Regions from separate parts of the Mus musculus genome. Here all the other regions are linked to region 2. The links are chromatin contacts, called in public promoter capture Hi-C maps. All regions are on one chromosome and are shown on one strand. The core of a region is the stretch at or near the end of the contact, and the rest is flanking DNA. Distances in the headings are between cores, read along the strand shown. Region 1 holds the start of Slc35a5 (solute carrier family 35, member A5). Region 2 holds the start of 4932412D23Rik (RIKEN cDNA 4932412D23 gene). Region 3 holds the start of Abhd10 (abhydrolase domain containing 10).

The links. Promoter capture Hi-C pulls out the DNA fragments that hold promoters and counts their contacts. Capture Hi-C pulls out chosen DNA fragments and counts their contacts.
Region 1: a promoter capture Hi-C map of erythroid cells shows a contact between it and region 2, with 23 times the contacts expected there. The contact joins the promoter of Slc35a5 here to the promoter of 4932412D23Rik in region 2. A contact is called at or near these places in 3 of 39 promoter capture datasets (erythroid cells, liver and pre-B cells), 2 of 484 Hi-C or Micro-C datasets (double positive thymocytes and regulatory T cells) and 1 of 115 datasets of contacts at active chromatin or transcription factors (thymic regulatory T cells).
Region 3: a contact with region 2 is called in a promoter capture Hi-C map of adipose tissue, with 3 times the contacts expected there. The contact joins the promoter of Abhd10 here to the promoter of 4932412D23Rik in region 2. A contact is called at or near these places in 1 of 39 promoter capture datasets (pre-B cells) and 2 of 9 other capture datasets (adipose tissue and liver).

The regions. Positions count from the first base shown.
Region 1 is chr16:45,156,802-45,161,517 of GRCm38.p6, reverse strand. It overlaps Slc35a5 (solute carrier family 35, member A5), which reads left to right and starts at 2,845. Exons shown (of 7, transcript NM_028756.4): 1 at 2,845-3,136; 2 at 3,872-4,057. The coding sequence starts at 3,892. It overlaps Atg3 (autophagy related 3), which reads right to left and starts at 2,689. Exons shown (of 12, transcript NM_026402.3): 1 at 2,347-2,689. The coding sequence starts at 2,418.
Region 2 is chr16:42,873,963-42,878,770 of GRCm38.p6, reverse strand. 4932412D23Rik (RIKEN cDNA 4932412D23 gene) reads left to right here and starts at 3,184. Exons shown (of 4, transcript NR_040521.1): 1 at 3,184-3,339. It also overlaps a transcript of Zbtb20 not described here.
Region 3 is chr16:45,741,104-45,745,994 of GRCm38.p6, reverse strand. Abhd10 (abhydrolase domain containing 10) reads left to right here and starts at 3,040. Exons shown (of 5, transcript NM_172511.4): 1 at 3,040-3,218. The coding sequence starts at 3,104.

The sequences.
Region 1 (4,716 bases), core at 1,596-4,095, 2.3 Mb before region 2:
TCTGAGTTTGAGTGTATCAGTCTCTTTCAAAGACTGATACTTTGAAAGCAGTCCTCCCAGCCTCTAGCAGTTTCTCTAGGAGAAGATAAGTCTCTTTTCTTCAAGTTGTGGTCTTTGGTAGGTTGTCCACTCTCCAATGGGTGACCCTATGCCCACACACACCTAGGCAGCAGTGACTGTGCTCAGAGAATTAAAAAGAAAACACTAAGTTGGCAGAGGTATATGCTGGGGGTGATCTGGAAGAAATTGGAGGTGGGGAGGTAGAGATGGATATAACCAAAATACAATGTACACATCTATGAAATTCTCAAGAAATAAGAACAAAATATATTATAAATAAATAAAGGATAGAAAAAAGACTAAAACCATAAGGCTGTTTGGAGTAAAAGGATTGCTGGCTAAGGGAGAAAGAAAAATTATAGAAGCAAAGTCTGCTTGATTGTGTACTAAGGAGGGAGGCTACGCCACAGTACTCACAAGTTAGAGGAGACTGGGACTTGTAGTGACCAGAGACCCTTCAAGATCACTCTAAGGATTTCGGCTTTACTACACAGCTGCCATCTAAACAAAGCCATCTCTAAACCTTCACTTCCTAACAAAGCATCATTTCTTTCTGGATTATCTCTCTTTTTCTCTTTCCCTTCCCTCATCTATAAGGATTCTCTTTACAGGAGTGACAGGAGTCACAAGGAGGGGCCATTAATTCTCTTTTATACTAAAAACATATGCTACACATTGCCTCCAGGCAGGTCGGCAAAACACTTTAACCTCAGAACTTGGGAGGCAGAGGAAGGTGGATCTCTAAGAATTCAAGGTTAGTCTGAGCTACACAGTGCGGTCCAAACCAACTAAGTCTACACAGTGTGTGTGTGTGTGTGTGTGTGTGTGTGTGTGTGTGTGTGTGTGTGTGTGTGTGTGTGTGTATGTATTTTTGATTCCTCGAGAACTATTCTACAAGTTCAACAAAATGCAAGTGCTATACAAGATAGCCATGTTATATTTAATTGAGAAGTGTTTTGCTCATCTCTCCCTCAGACTAAAAGTTAAATTGATGGTACATTATTAAAACACTGTGAATCTACACAGATACAATATTCTGGAAGTATAACATACAAAAGAAGCATTTGATGTCAATGTAGAAATTATTTTCCAATTCTTAAGTAAAAGAGTAAATCTTAACTAAAATGACTGTCACTGTATACATATAAAAGAAACATTCGCAATTGTTCCAGATTCTTCAAACTTGATCCAAAAATGTATTTTTTTCAAAAGTATTTTATTTTATTTTACTTTATTTTTTGGTATTTTTCGAGACAGGGTTTCTCTGTGTAGCACTGGCTGTCCTGGAACTCACTCTGTAGACCAGGCTGGCCTTGAACTCAGAAATCCGCCTGCCTCTACCTCTCAAGTGCTGGGATTAAAGGTGTGCAACCCCAACGCCTGGCCCAAAAGTATTTTGGTAATAATTATTGGAAAGCATTCCCCCCTTGCCAAGGAAAGATCGAACAGCCTACTCTGCCCATCAGCAGATTTCACCCCTGCACTAAGATTGGTAAAATTCTAACTGAAAGCTAAGTACAGAACAAAAACTACGCAAAATTATCTGTTTCTCTTTTACTGCTTGCTTTTTACAAAGCAAAATCAAGTTACCGTATGTAGCCTAGAAGGTGTAAGAAAGCTCTGAATGAAGCCCTGAAATTTTACTTTTGAAAGCAAGTAATCCAATCTGTGCTAACAGCTAACCTATCACAACTTTCACCTAAAAATGTCAATAGTGTTTCCAATCTATACAATATACAATCGGCTGTGCTGAACTGTTGCTGTAGGATCACTCAAGTCCAAGATTAATAATCACTTACGGCTACCTTAAAGGCTTGAGAAACGTCAAGTTTCGCTCTAGTTCGGCTCAGAGTTACTAACATGTCACAGTTTACTATGTTCCTCTGAAACCTAAGCAAGTTGGGAATTAGATCACCCGAAAAGCAAAACTTCCTATGAAACTTGGAAGGAAACGTGGCATGCTGTTTAGCCACCAAGCTGTCATCTTTTCAAAGGTTAACCCAGTCTACCTATTTAAAAGACTATGGATGTCAGAACGTTCGTACCTCTGCTCCGCACCACCTAGCCGTGCACTCCAAGGCGGCACTGATCAGTGGAGACAGCAGGCACCCAGTTTCACTCTAGTGGAAGCGGGGAAGCCAGCAAGCCTTGGGACTGGCCCAGGAGCCCAAGGCAAGAGGCAGCACCCGGCCGCGCGACTCGCCCCTCCACCTTCTACACCCCGTCCACGCTGGGGACCGGGACTTGGGCAACCAGGGCAGAGCAAGCCAGACCCTCCCCGCTTACCTTGAGGACCGGGGTCAGGTACTCGGCCACTTCCAGAGCCTTTCCCTTCACCGTGTTGATCACATTCTGCATCCTGGGGCTGGAGCAGCGATAGGGCACGGAGGGACTGTCGCAATCCGGGCCACAGGGGAGTCAAAAACTGCCCCGGACGTGCCCGACTGGCATCGAACCTCGCAGCGGCACCGGCCCGGCCGGGGGGGAGGGGCGGCGACACGCGGAGGCCCGGCCCAGCTGTCACCTGGCCGCCACCGCAGAGGGCCCAAGCCGGCTGAGCGAGAGGCGGGTGCGCGCGCAGCCCCCGGCCTTCTCCAAGCTGTCTCTCTTCCCCGGAGCTCCACTGAACACCCCTTCCGGCTTCCCCTTCCTCTTCTCACACTCTCCCAACAGCCCCGCCGCCACCTAAGGCCTCACGTGACTCGACTCTCCCAGGACACGTGACAAAAGGAGGCCCGCGGGGGCGGGACCGGCCGGCCTCTGCTCCCTCCGGCCCGCCCCCCGGAAGCGCTGGAATGAGCGCGCCTGCGCAATGGCCGCTCAGGCTGCTCTTCCCTAGCGGGCGGCTCTTAGCTTTGTATTCCAGCCCTGGAAGGCAGCGTGAGAAGGGTTGATTTTTATTGTTTTTTGTTTGTTTTTGTTTTTGTTTTTTGTTTTTTGTCGCCTTTGCTCCCGGCTCATAGTTTCCCCACCAATGGGCCTTCAAAACCTACTGCTGCTACTACGAACTTAGGCAGTCACTATGTCGGCTCTATGATGTCCGTTCTTGCACTAGAACCTTCCCTGAGCGACTGAGGTAACCGCGCCCTCGCGGGCTGAGTGTTGTGGCTCGAGCGTGTTAAGGGGCTTGGGAGCCGCCCGCGATTCCTATTGCGCATGTGTGGGAGGGTTTCCCTGACAGTGAGGGAAACCTGGTGGAGGTGGGAGGAGTGCTGACCCATTGGCCTTCTGTCCATTGGCTTGTGCCCACCTGCTCTCTGATTTGGGCCTGTGTCTGCGGCCCTTGACGGCTCTATGTTCCCATCCTACCTGTGCGCGTTGGGCAAGTATTTACCCTGCCTGGAGTTTCGTGACCATCTGTCGTGAAAGACCGACCAGTTAGGCTCACTGACCCAAGATGAGCCTTCTGGTCCCATCCTGGTTCACTTAAGAGTCATTAGCTGTGATTCAACTATTTGCACTGAGGTCGCTTCTGTAAAAGAATCGTTCCCAGTGAGCTCTTTTTCTGCTCTGAAAGGAAAGGCCATTCCAAAATTCATTCCTTGTGGACCAAAGTTAATACGAATAAACTGCTTTTCTGCAGTCCCAAACTGTCAGTTACACATTTCCTAACTTATTTCCAATCTGGCCATCCCCTCTCTGTCTTGAGACTTGCCTCTCCTATCAGATGTTGGCAGTATGGTTTGTTTCCTTTAAGTCCTCTCTGTTGTCCTCGGCTGTCTTCCGTCTGCTGTAGTTGTGGCCAGACTTCTACAGGTTTCCTTTTCTATTCTTCACAGTCTTCAGTCTTTGCATTGTGTTTAATCCTTAGGTCTGCCGACGGGGCTGCTCATGAAAGTGATCTTCTTAAGGCAATTAAAAACCCGTGGAATGGAAAGAAAATGCTCCAGGCGCCCTGGGTTAGGCCCACCAACGCTGTACACATTCCTGCTAGGCATTATATTCATTACTCTAAGTTCAAGTCGAATCTTACTGGTAAAATACTCTGCCAATGAAGGTGAGTTAAAATGGAAATGTGTATGGGGTGCTTTTAATCATTTGCCTGGTGTTCTTATGAATAAATTATACGTGATGCCTTTTAAAGTACTATGCTTTGTGTCCATGATAAAGTGTATTGAAAATTTAAACTTTAACCTTGTGTGTTCCTTGGCAACATTTTTTTAACCCTGGATGAAATTTGGATCATTTAAGTGCAAGGTAAAGCACAGTGTATCTAACATCTGATTATACCCAGATGCCCAACAAGTGTTTCTGGATTTCTAGTAAAACATACAACTATAGCTTATTTGGAAATACAATATATTTGTTTAGTTATCTAGTTGGGCTCCTACTTGTGAATGTAAGTCTCGACTTCAGTTAATATCATGCCCTAGGCTCTGTTTTAATAGCATATTAGTTTCTTTCCTCATTGCTCTGACAAAATACTTGCCCAAAGCAGGTTAAGGAAAGGGTTTCTTTGTGCTCACTATCTGAGCGTAGGGTTCACCAAGCAAAGAGGTCATGGTAGCGGAAGCTCTCGTAGCAGTTATTCACATGGCACCCACAGGCATCAAGCAAGAAGAGAGAGTATGCTTGGGGCAGAAGAGATACCCCAGAAGCAAAGAACACTGGCTGGTTTTCTCGAGTCTGTAGGTTCAGTTCCCAGCATCCACATGG
Region 2 (4,808 bases), core at 1,935-4,434:
TAAAGCCCCTATGTATCAATGATTTTTCTGAAATTTTATGAAAACATTTCACAAAAACAAAGAGTATAAATTATTTAAATAAAAGTTTTCAGATTGTCTTGTAATCATAAACACATTCTATACCTTCAAACTTGGTAACTTCTTTAAAATCTAGTTTGTAAAACACGAAAGCTGCTGGATTGTTTAATTAAAAAATAATAATCTCTTAGCAATGAGGAGTAGACAAAGTCCATTACCTAATGACTTAAGCTCCACAGAGACCAACAATTTCCCCCTCGCGTCACTGTTCCATCCCAAGTATCCAGAACTGCTGGTGATGTTGCCATGACTATTTCAGAAAATAAAACTTCCCTTCCATATCTGAAATAATTTAAAATTCATTTATGTTGTAAATCATTTACAGGAATTTAGTTGTAGCTTTTATTGCTCTTTTAAATGGCCTAGTTATTCAGTCTAGGCTTTTATCTGGGAAGCTTAGTTTGTCTCAAAAGTCTTCTGAAAATCTGCAGAAATGACACAAAAACAACTCACTTGAAAAGGCTTTGCTCTTCTATCTTTTTCCTTTATCAATCAGTCAAAGTCATACAGGCAAACAGGAGTACGCTATATGTCCCAAAGCCTTGCCACCTAACTAGGTGTCAGAGTCAACACCATATCTAACCGATCTAAACACCCACCCCCAGCATTGCCCTCAAGTAAAAAACATACTCTTTGCCTCATTACCTAGTCAATAAACTCAGGATCTTGGTATAGTGAGAATCCCAAAATGCTGGCCTACCTAGGCAGACAAACAAAGACAGCTTCCAGAACATGGATAAAATTTAATCATTTTTAAGCTTTTTTTTCTAACCTAATAAACACTAGAAGGTCATCAGGAAAAGGCATTATTGCTCTGGAGCCTGGTGGGGGTATACCTGTCAACCTGCTCTTCATAGCTGAAATGCTTGTACTTCTGTCATCTAAGACCTGAATCAAAGCCCCAATGCCTGATTGCCTCACTCTCTGGGCAGCTCAGAGACTTCCAGAAAACTCCAATTTCTTCTCCTCACAGGTTTATTTCAGCACCGTTTGACCTCAGACACAAAGTTCTGCAAATGGAATTCAATGGAATTCAGAACCCCAATCTTAGGCTTTTACACTAGAGCAACTGAACAGAACCATCTGTGGTTCTTCAACAATTCTAAAACCAAGTTTCTTGGGAGGATTCAAGAGATGCTGGAGTACCACCATGTCCTACCTGCGTGGGCACTCTGACGATTTATTAGGAATTCTAACGAGCAAGGATCTGAGAGAATAAGCGAGTTGTTTGTTGGTTTGTTTCATCTACTTTCCCTAGAAGTCAAGTCAAACCTAACTGTAACGCAAAAATACAAAACGTAGTCAGATCCTGACATAGTCATTTGTGGAGAGGGTCAGAGGGTTGGGGTCTATTCCCACAATATAGAAAAATGTCCTTGAGACAAGAAGCTAAACCAGGAATCCCAGTAAATCCTGTGAGAGCGTTAACTAGCCATTGATTCCTTGAATTGAGAGCTCACACTATTTTTCCATAAACTAGTATTTGGATGTTCTAAGTTTTTCAATGGCAACAAGTTGCAGCAGTAACTTGGAACACTGTTCACTTGAAATCACTGTATACGCTGAAATTTTTTATAGCAGAAAATACCAAAGTGAGAAAAGTCCACTTTAGTAACATTCTGGTGTGTGTGTGTGTGTGTGTGTGTGTGTGTGTGTGTGTTTAAAAAATAGTAAATTTCACTGTCTAAAAAGGTAACATGTTCAACTTAAATCTGGGCCAATGATTCTGAGGACTATACCATCAGGTGCAGGCTTCCAAATGTTTTCCCATGCCATTCAGATTTCTGCTGGAGAACTGTCTTGCTTCTTCAGACCTGATTTGACCCGGTTCGGAGTAAGAGATCATCAGATTACCGAGCTAGGTAGCGTAGCTGTACGCCATATTGTGTTTTTCGCTAATGTTTATAGTCTGTGTGTGTGCCTAGCATATGCTTGTGCAAGTGTGTTTATCAATACAACTTTTACGAAATCCCTGCCTCCTGCCTCTTCTGCATCCTTAGGAAGGGGAGGGGCTGAAGGGGGACACTGAGAGCCCCCCACACAGGGAAAAGCATTAAAACAATTAGAGGACCACATTTGAATGAACTTCAAAACCATACTCCTGTATTTGGGGATGGGGTAGGTTTTGTTATTTTGTTTTGTTTTGTTTTATGTCTCAAGGTATGAGAGAGCGTTAACTTTTTTTTTTTTTTTTAATGTTTCGGAAGGGGCCCAAAGGCTAAAGAGAGGAGGACAGGGTTCAATCCTTGCCAAGCCCCCCTGTCTACGGGTGAGAGCAAGGCAGGCTGGGCTACGCGCCCAAGCCCGGGTTCTCCGAAGCCAGTTCTCTGCGCGGGAGGAAAGCGACTGGGAGGGCGGAGGGAGGGAGAGGAGAGGGGCGGGAGCCGGCGCCGCCAACAGCTCCGGAGCCCCGGCCGGTGCCCCTCAGCTCCTCTTCTGGGAAGCCGCGACTCCAGAAGCGGGGAGGAGAGACTAGACGCAGTGGCAACGACCGGACGCCCCGCCCGGGCCAGCGGCGGACCCTCCCCGCAGGGTCGCGCGAGGCCGCCGGGCGGGCGCGAGGAGGGGCGGCGGGAGGGCGCGCGGGGCGGGGCGGGGCAGAAGCCCCGGGCTGCGGCTCGGAACTCGCGCCACGGCCCCACCCCGCCCCCTCCTCGGCGGCCCGTCACCCCCGACTCCCCGCGACTCGTAGACGCCCGGCCGCGCTCCGCACGCACACACCCCTCCCTCCCGCCCGCCCCACAACAAATTAGAGTTTTTGGCGTTACCTCCTCGCGCTCTTTAATCTTCTTTCCTCAACTCCTAAACTTCCCCCCGCCCCTACTTCTTCGGCAGAAGGCCCACATTGGGCGCCCGAAGCCGCGAACCTCTACCTTGTCCTACTATTGGGCGGCTCGCATGCCACTCGCTGCTTCAGCTGACCAATAGCGTTTGGACAGCCCTCGTGAGGTTGCCGCCCATAAACAAAATGCACTCTTCCTCCTCCCCTCCGCGGCTCCTCCCCTAACTGCCCCTTCTCTCATCTCTGTCATCTTTGATTGGCCTAGGAGACACCCAATCCGCTATCTCAAGCATCAACTGGTGAGCGGAAACTTCACTCAGAGCAGTTTTAACAGTCTATTGGTCAATGTTCTCAACTCTTCCCGCCCACCAGCGCCCTGTGTAGAGAGGCCAGCTGTCTCTGGTTATTCAGTGATCCAAGAGCTGGGAAACTATTGGTCGACAGAGGCCGTCAGACCGGACTGTAGTGATCGGTGATTGGTCAGTATAGGCACGATCAAGTTTGGTTGTTTACTCCTCCACTTCCCCACCCTCCTTTTCATCCACGTCCCCGCCCCCTCCTGACTGCTTTTACTTTCTACGCATTTCTATTTCCTCCTTTATTTATTTATTTGTGATAAACTTAAATGACCCGAGGATAGAGGCGGGACTCCAAGAGGGGCTAGAGGATGACGGGCGGCGGCCCGGGGCCAATTGTCGCGGGGACTGCGGGGTGAGGGGCAGCGGCGGCGGCCAGTGAGAAGCAGGTGTCTGCCGCGCGCCGCCTATGGAGCCGGGATGCCCCAGCGGAGGCGGCGGTTACCCGCTGTCTGGCTCGCCCAGAGGGGGAGGGGAGGGAAGGGGTTCAGTGCAGGGAGGAGGGGTGTCGTGGTCACGGGCAGTGGATGTCCTAGCGAGCAGGATCCTGGCGGTGGGAGGGACCGCTGGGCGGGAGGCGACCTGAGGCCCAGGGAGACAGAGAGGCGGGAGCAGTTTTAGGACTCCCAGGGAATGTGTTTCTACAGAAAAATACCGTGTAAAACCGTCTGCAGAGAGCCGCCCTTAATATCAATGAGGATTTATTATCCTACCGGAAAAAGCAGATTATGTTTCTTATTACTAAACGCCTGAAGTACTGACGACCCAACTGAAGCCCACAAAATTCAATATCCTGGGAGCTAGAAGGAATAAAGCAACACGGAAAATTAAATGCAGTTCAGATGCTTCAATAAAACCTTCATCTTCATCCATTTGTCACTCAGCATAGTACTCCCCAGAGCCAAATTCTAACAAATACTGGTCAGGCAAGGGCGGGGTGGAGGAGGAAGGGGGTGAGGCCTGAGGCCAGCAGGAAGCCAAGGATAGATTCCTGAAAAGAATTCCTTAAAAGGACTAAGATGGAAAAAAGAATGGCTTTTCACTCTACAAAGAAAAAGAATTCCTGCCAAAATAAGAACTAATACTTTTTAAGGAGCTTAATTTGTCACGAAAGGGATTTGTCAGAAACACCAACCATACAAAGAAACTGTATTTGTAGTATTGGTTATTAATACAGAAAATAATCTTATAGATTATAGACTTGAAAAATAGATTCTGGTAGACTTGAAGTAAGTTTAAGCCTGGATTTCACGTAGGTTTCCTTGACACACACTAAATACTTTGAACACCAAATGTTTGCTTTGACTAAGTAGAAGTCTGGCAGACCATAAGCAAAACAAAATTAGCCCTGACTTAAAAAAAAAAAATAGCACAAGGCCTTGACTTCATTAGTACATTAGGGCCTTTCTGAAGATTATGGGTGTGGCTATCAGAATCTAGAAATTGCTTAAAATATAAGAGAACTGAAGGATGTTCAAAGTAAAAAGTGCTACCGAGTGTGGATTTAAATTTGTGTATAAACTCTAAGTAAAAGTTTTACAGGAAATAGTCTGTGCAGAACAATCAGCTTCACGTGAGAAAATTAAGTAAAA
Region 3 (4,891 bases), core at 1,791-4,290, 2.9 Mb before region 2:
TTTGGTGGGCTCCTTTCTCTTCTGGATGTCAGAGAGAGAAGCTACCATCAAAAGACAAAAGCAAAACTTCTTTCACTTTTGAATGCTGATGCAGGGAACAGTGCCCCCCAAATGCCCTTACAGGAAACAAACTGTACTACTTTGTGCCCATTACTGTCACAGAAAGTATGTTGACAGTGCCTCGAAGCCAACTAGGTTCCTGATTTGTTTTTCTGGTAATGGTGAATTGAGAAAGCAATCCATGGGTCTCCCCCTTTCTGTTTGAATATACAATACTTTCTTCATTGTGGTAAGTCACATGATTTTTAAAATGCTGCTACATTTAAAGTACAAGGAGACCCTCAGAAATAGAGCAAGAAAGGGATGGAGGGTAACAATATCTGCAATTATCAAAGCTACAAGTACAGGTGTCCGATGTTACGATAAAAAGAGTGAGGTAGCATTCACCAGATGTCCTCACCTTTGTGAGTCAGTCCTTTGGCGTCTCTATCCACCCTGACAGAGAACAGGCAAAATTTTGTCACATTTACTGTAGTGCATCCTGAAAGTGGCTGTCTCTGTGGAACTGTGGAAACCCCAGTTTTGCCAATGGCCATGGATCATACAATGACTTGAGTGACAGAAAGAGAGTAGGGGTGTCGTCGAGGAGCAAGGGAGAAAGAGAGAGAGAGAGAGAGAGAGAGAGAGAGAGAGAGAGAGAGTGAGTTTTATTGACACCAAAAGAGAAAGCTTTTCTTTGGATTCCATGGGATTTGTGAGGCATCTCGTTTTAGCATATCCAGGTGGGCACCTGGCTACCTCACTCATTAATGAACTCTCCTAATGAGGTTTCAACGCTGTCCACAGTCGCTGGGAGTTCTTGTAACTAAAAGGAGTTCATACAGCTATGATGTGTTCCCTATTGTTTTCTATTATTTCCAGACAAAGAGGACTTTAATTAGTTACCTTAGGAACAAAGCATAGAGAAGTGACACTAAATCAAACTGATTTAAAACAAACAAACAAACCAAAGACTTGCTAGTGCTAGAAGCAAGCTGACCCAGTCTATCATCTTCGGTCACAGGCTTCCTGTGTGAGAGACACAGCAGCTCTAGAGGGAAAGGTTTGTTCTGTCTTTCTCTATCAAGCTCCTCCGGCAGAGTCTACCATTTCATGTTCTCAAAACTCCAAAGACGCGTCTGTCTCACGGTGCCTGCCCTTTGCTCTTGTCTTTGGCACCAACAACTGTTCCCGCGAATCTCTAAAAGGACAGTACCCAAGTTTCCTTCTGTTGTTGTAATAAATGGCATGACCAAAGGCAACTGTACGGGGGAAAGAGTTTATTTGGCTTACTGGTAAATATTCATCACTGAGGAGAGACAAGGCAGAAATTCACCACAGAAGCTTGAAGCAGAGACCACCAAGGAATATTGCTCACTAACTTGTTTCCAGGCTCACAGCCACTGACATTTTATACAATCCAGGCCCGCAGAGGGCTAGGACCACCTACATCAATCAGCAATCAAGAAAATGCCCCCCACAGACGTGCCTCCAGGCCAATCTTATGGGTGTAGACAATTGTCCAATTAAAAATCCTTCCTTCCTAGGTCCTCAATCTGACAAAACAAACTGAGACAAATAAAGTGGTTTTACATAAAAACATATATTTTTTTCACAAAGTACAGAAATTTCAAGCAGAATAGACAAGATAAAGTCCTATACTTAGTGAGACTTGAGGCTGCCAAAATTATTTTGAAAGATGTCAGAATCCAGAGACCCTAGTATCACAATTAATTGAATTATTTTCTATTGCCATTGATTCACCCCCTTCCCTGCCATTCCCCCACCCCCTTGTTAAAAAACAACAACAACAACAACAACAACAACAACAACAAAACGGTGCTATTGAAGGTAACACAGAGCCTTATGAACTCCTGTTTGAAGGGACTCTAGCCACCTTGAGCATGGCAAACATGTCTCTGGAAGGCCTGGTCCTTCTCTCTCATTTCCTCTGCCTTGCTAGAAACTGTAGCCCCCAAGGTCTATTCCCTTATTTGGTCACTTCCTGCTAAACCTAGTCCAGAAATCAAAGTATTTAAGTCCAGCAATCAAAAGCCCCCTTGTGGCTGTCCTAACTAACCTGTCCAATTAAACACCTCATCCGTACATGGGGTTCACCCTTTAACCTTTATAAACAGCCATATTCCTATGAGCCATGTCTGTCTCCTGTCGATTCAGAGGCAGTCCTATGTGCCCCCTCCCCCAACAAAAAAACCCTTCCTCCTCTCTTCTTTCCTCCTTCTTCTCCCTCCTCCCCATTTCTAGTCTTTGTCTTTTGCTCTCTGCCCTTTGTGTCTCTGGGGCAAATCTCCTTTTTGTGCTGGGAATTTGGTCTTGGGATGTCTTGCGCCAATATTTAGAATAGTCATAAAGGGCATGATAGTTCAAAGCGTACTGAAAATTGTGTGTATTATAATAACATGGCCAGATTGCCTGACAAAAGACTTTAGATAGTTACCCATCAAGCAACCATATGTGAATGAGTGTTTTCAGTAATTTTGCCTGTGGCTGCTCCTTTGAATTTTCAGCAATCTGGTGAGTGGGAAAATGTTTGGGAGAGATCAAAGAATGTTGATGCGACTCCAATGATGTGACTTTAAGATTAAGGTCGCCTCTTGGAAACCTTTCCCCCATAGCTGAAATGGAGTCATAGGGAATGAATGGGTAAGGCAAGAAGCCTAGCAATTTTTGTCCCAGGTCTTTGGTTTCTCTGGATGATAACACGGTTTCCCATCTATGCACGCTCAATTTGACCCTGGCTCCTCTCCGACATTTCCGCAGCTTACTGCGAAAAATACCGGCCAAGGCCGCCCAATGTCACAAGCCAAATGCCCTTTGGGGGAGACAGAACAACCCAGTAGAGACAGCAGTACCCCAGACAGCACCTTTGCGCATGCGTCTCCGCGCCCGGGGGCGGGGGGGGGAGGAGGTGAACAAATCCCACGTGATGCTTGTAAGCAACCCCCACCCCCACCCCACCCCGCTCCCCGCGGACTGCGCGTGCGTGACCTCGGGACCGCGCGACCTGCGCGCGTCTGTAGCGGGCGCAGGGGCAGCTGGGAAGATGGCGGCCTGGGCCCCTTGTCGGAGGTGGGGCTGGGCGGCTGTGTCCTTCGGCCGGCACCCGGGCCTGAGCGCGTCACTAGCTCGGAAGCCCCCACGGGCATGGTGGCTCTCAGGTTAGTGTACGGAAGGTGGGGCACTGGGGCTCTTTGGAAGGCCCGGCGACCGTCCAGTGCCCGTCTGGAGCCGGCTTGGCGCGCCATTTAAAACTGCTCTGGCTGTCTCGGCACTGAACGCTGCTGGGCAAGGCTAGGGGAGTCTGCTTTTCTGCTGAGGCCCTGCGGCGTTCTTGGAAGTCCTTGTTAGCGGTTACACTGCGATTTAAGGAGTTCCTACGTCCTCTGAATCAAACGTCAAGAGCAGAAAGAAAAAAAATAAGATGTGCATTTAATGTGTTTGGTTATTAGCTGCTCCTAGAGCTTTTCATATGGATATATGTCAAGTGGTTAGCCTTGCCTGTCATGGACTTGAGGAAACAAAGTATGTATGTATATACATGTAAATGCTGTCTTTAGACCTAATATCTGATTGTTCTTGTTTAAAGAATTGGAGTTACTCTACAATGGAAGCTAAAATGTGGATCAGTAGTATTACATGCGTAGAATACATGATTTGTGTACATGTATAGTTATCCTTAAATAACATCCTTGGTGTCCTCTTCACATCTTGCCACACAGCTATTAGATAGCTACATAGTGCTTGGAATACTAATGCCATTATATAACAAGTTTAGTTTTTTCAAGTATGTAATCGGTTTAACTTAACACTGTACATACACACACACAAGTATGTCAGTTCGATAACAAGAGTAAAATATATTTTTAAATTTCTTTAACAGTATTCATTGACAATATATGCATCAGGCTTTCAGCTAATCTATATTATATAAAGATGATTTATAGATTGAAGGTTGGATCTGTTGTTTTATAGCTAACAAACATCACTTCAGAGTAACTGCCTGAAATGAAATTTATTTGTTGGGAGGTAATGTCTGAAAGGGGATAAAAGGATACTTTGAGTATATAATTAAAGAAATGGAAAATGAACATTAATATTGATACAATCTATTGACCAGTAAACTGATCCCCTGTAGCCTTGTTTTAAATCCAGTTTTAAACTTGGCACATTTTTCCAGAGACTAAAACCTTGAATCTGTTTGACACAAACAAGGGATAACTTTAAAGCATTTGATTCTTTGTGTGTGTTTGGGGTCGGGGGTATGGATTGTTGATGTTTGTGAGACAGGGTTTCACTACATAGCCTCTGTCTTTCCTACAACTCATTGTACAAAACAAGGTGACCTGGAAATGGTAGTGGCCCCCCCGCCTGTGGCTCTTGTGTGTGTGGTTATTGGGGTGCACTGTCAGACTCTCTACTCATTATTTTTTTTCTCGAAAATAAACTGGACAGATTAAAAATGGGAAAAAATCTTAGCAGTACACATGGGAGAGACCCAGGCGCTTTCATTAGCAAGATGAAGGGCTAGTAAGACTGCTTAATCTTTTTCTTTTTTAAATAAAGGACTAGCAAAGATGGATCAGCAAAGTAAGCCCTGTAAGGTTCCCCATTTGTCCTGCCATATGTAAATAGTTCTAAGGTATATATGTGTTCCATTTACCAAAAGCCAGCCAACAGAAGTAAACGCACCAGTTAGAGAGCTGTTTGAGAAGTGTATTTCCAAGAATGATACTTGATCCAAACTTATCTTTAAAGGAGCGCGGCCTTCTGAAACTCCACATGCTGGAAATGATGGTGCTTTGTTGCCAGTCGCTTGCCCTTCCTGGGGACG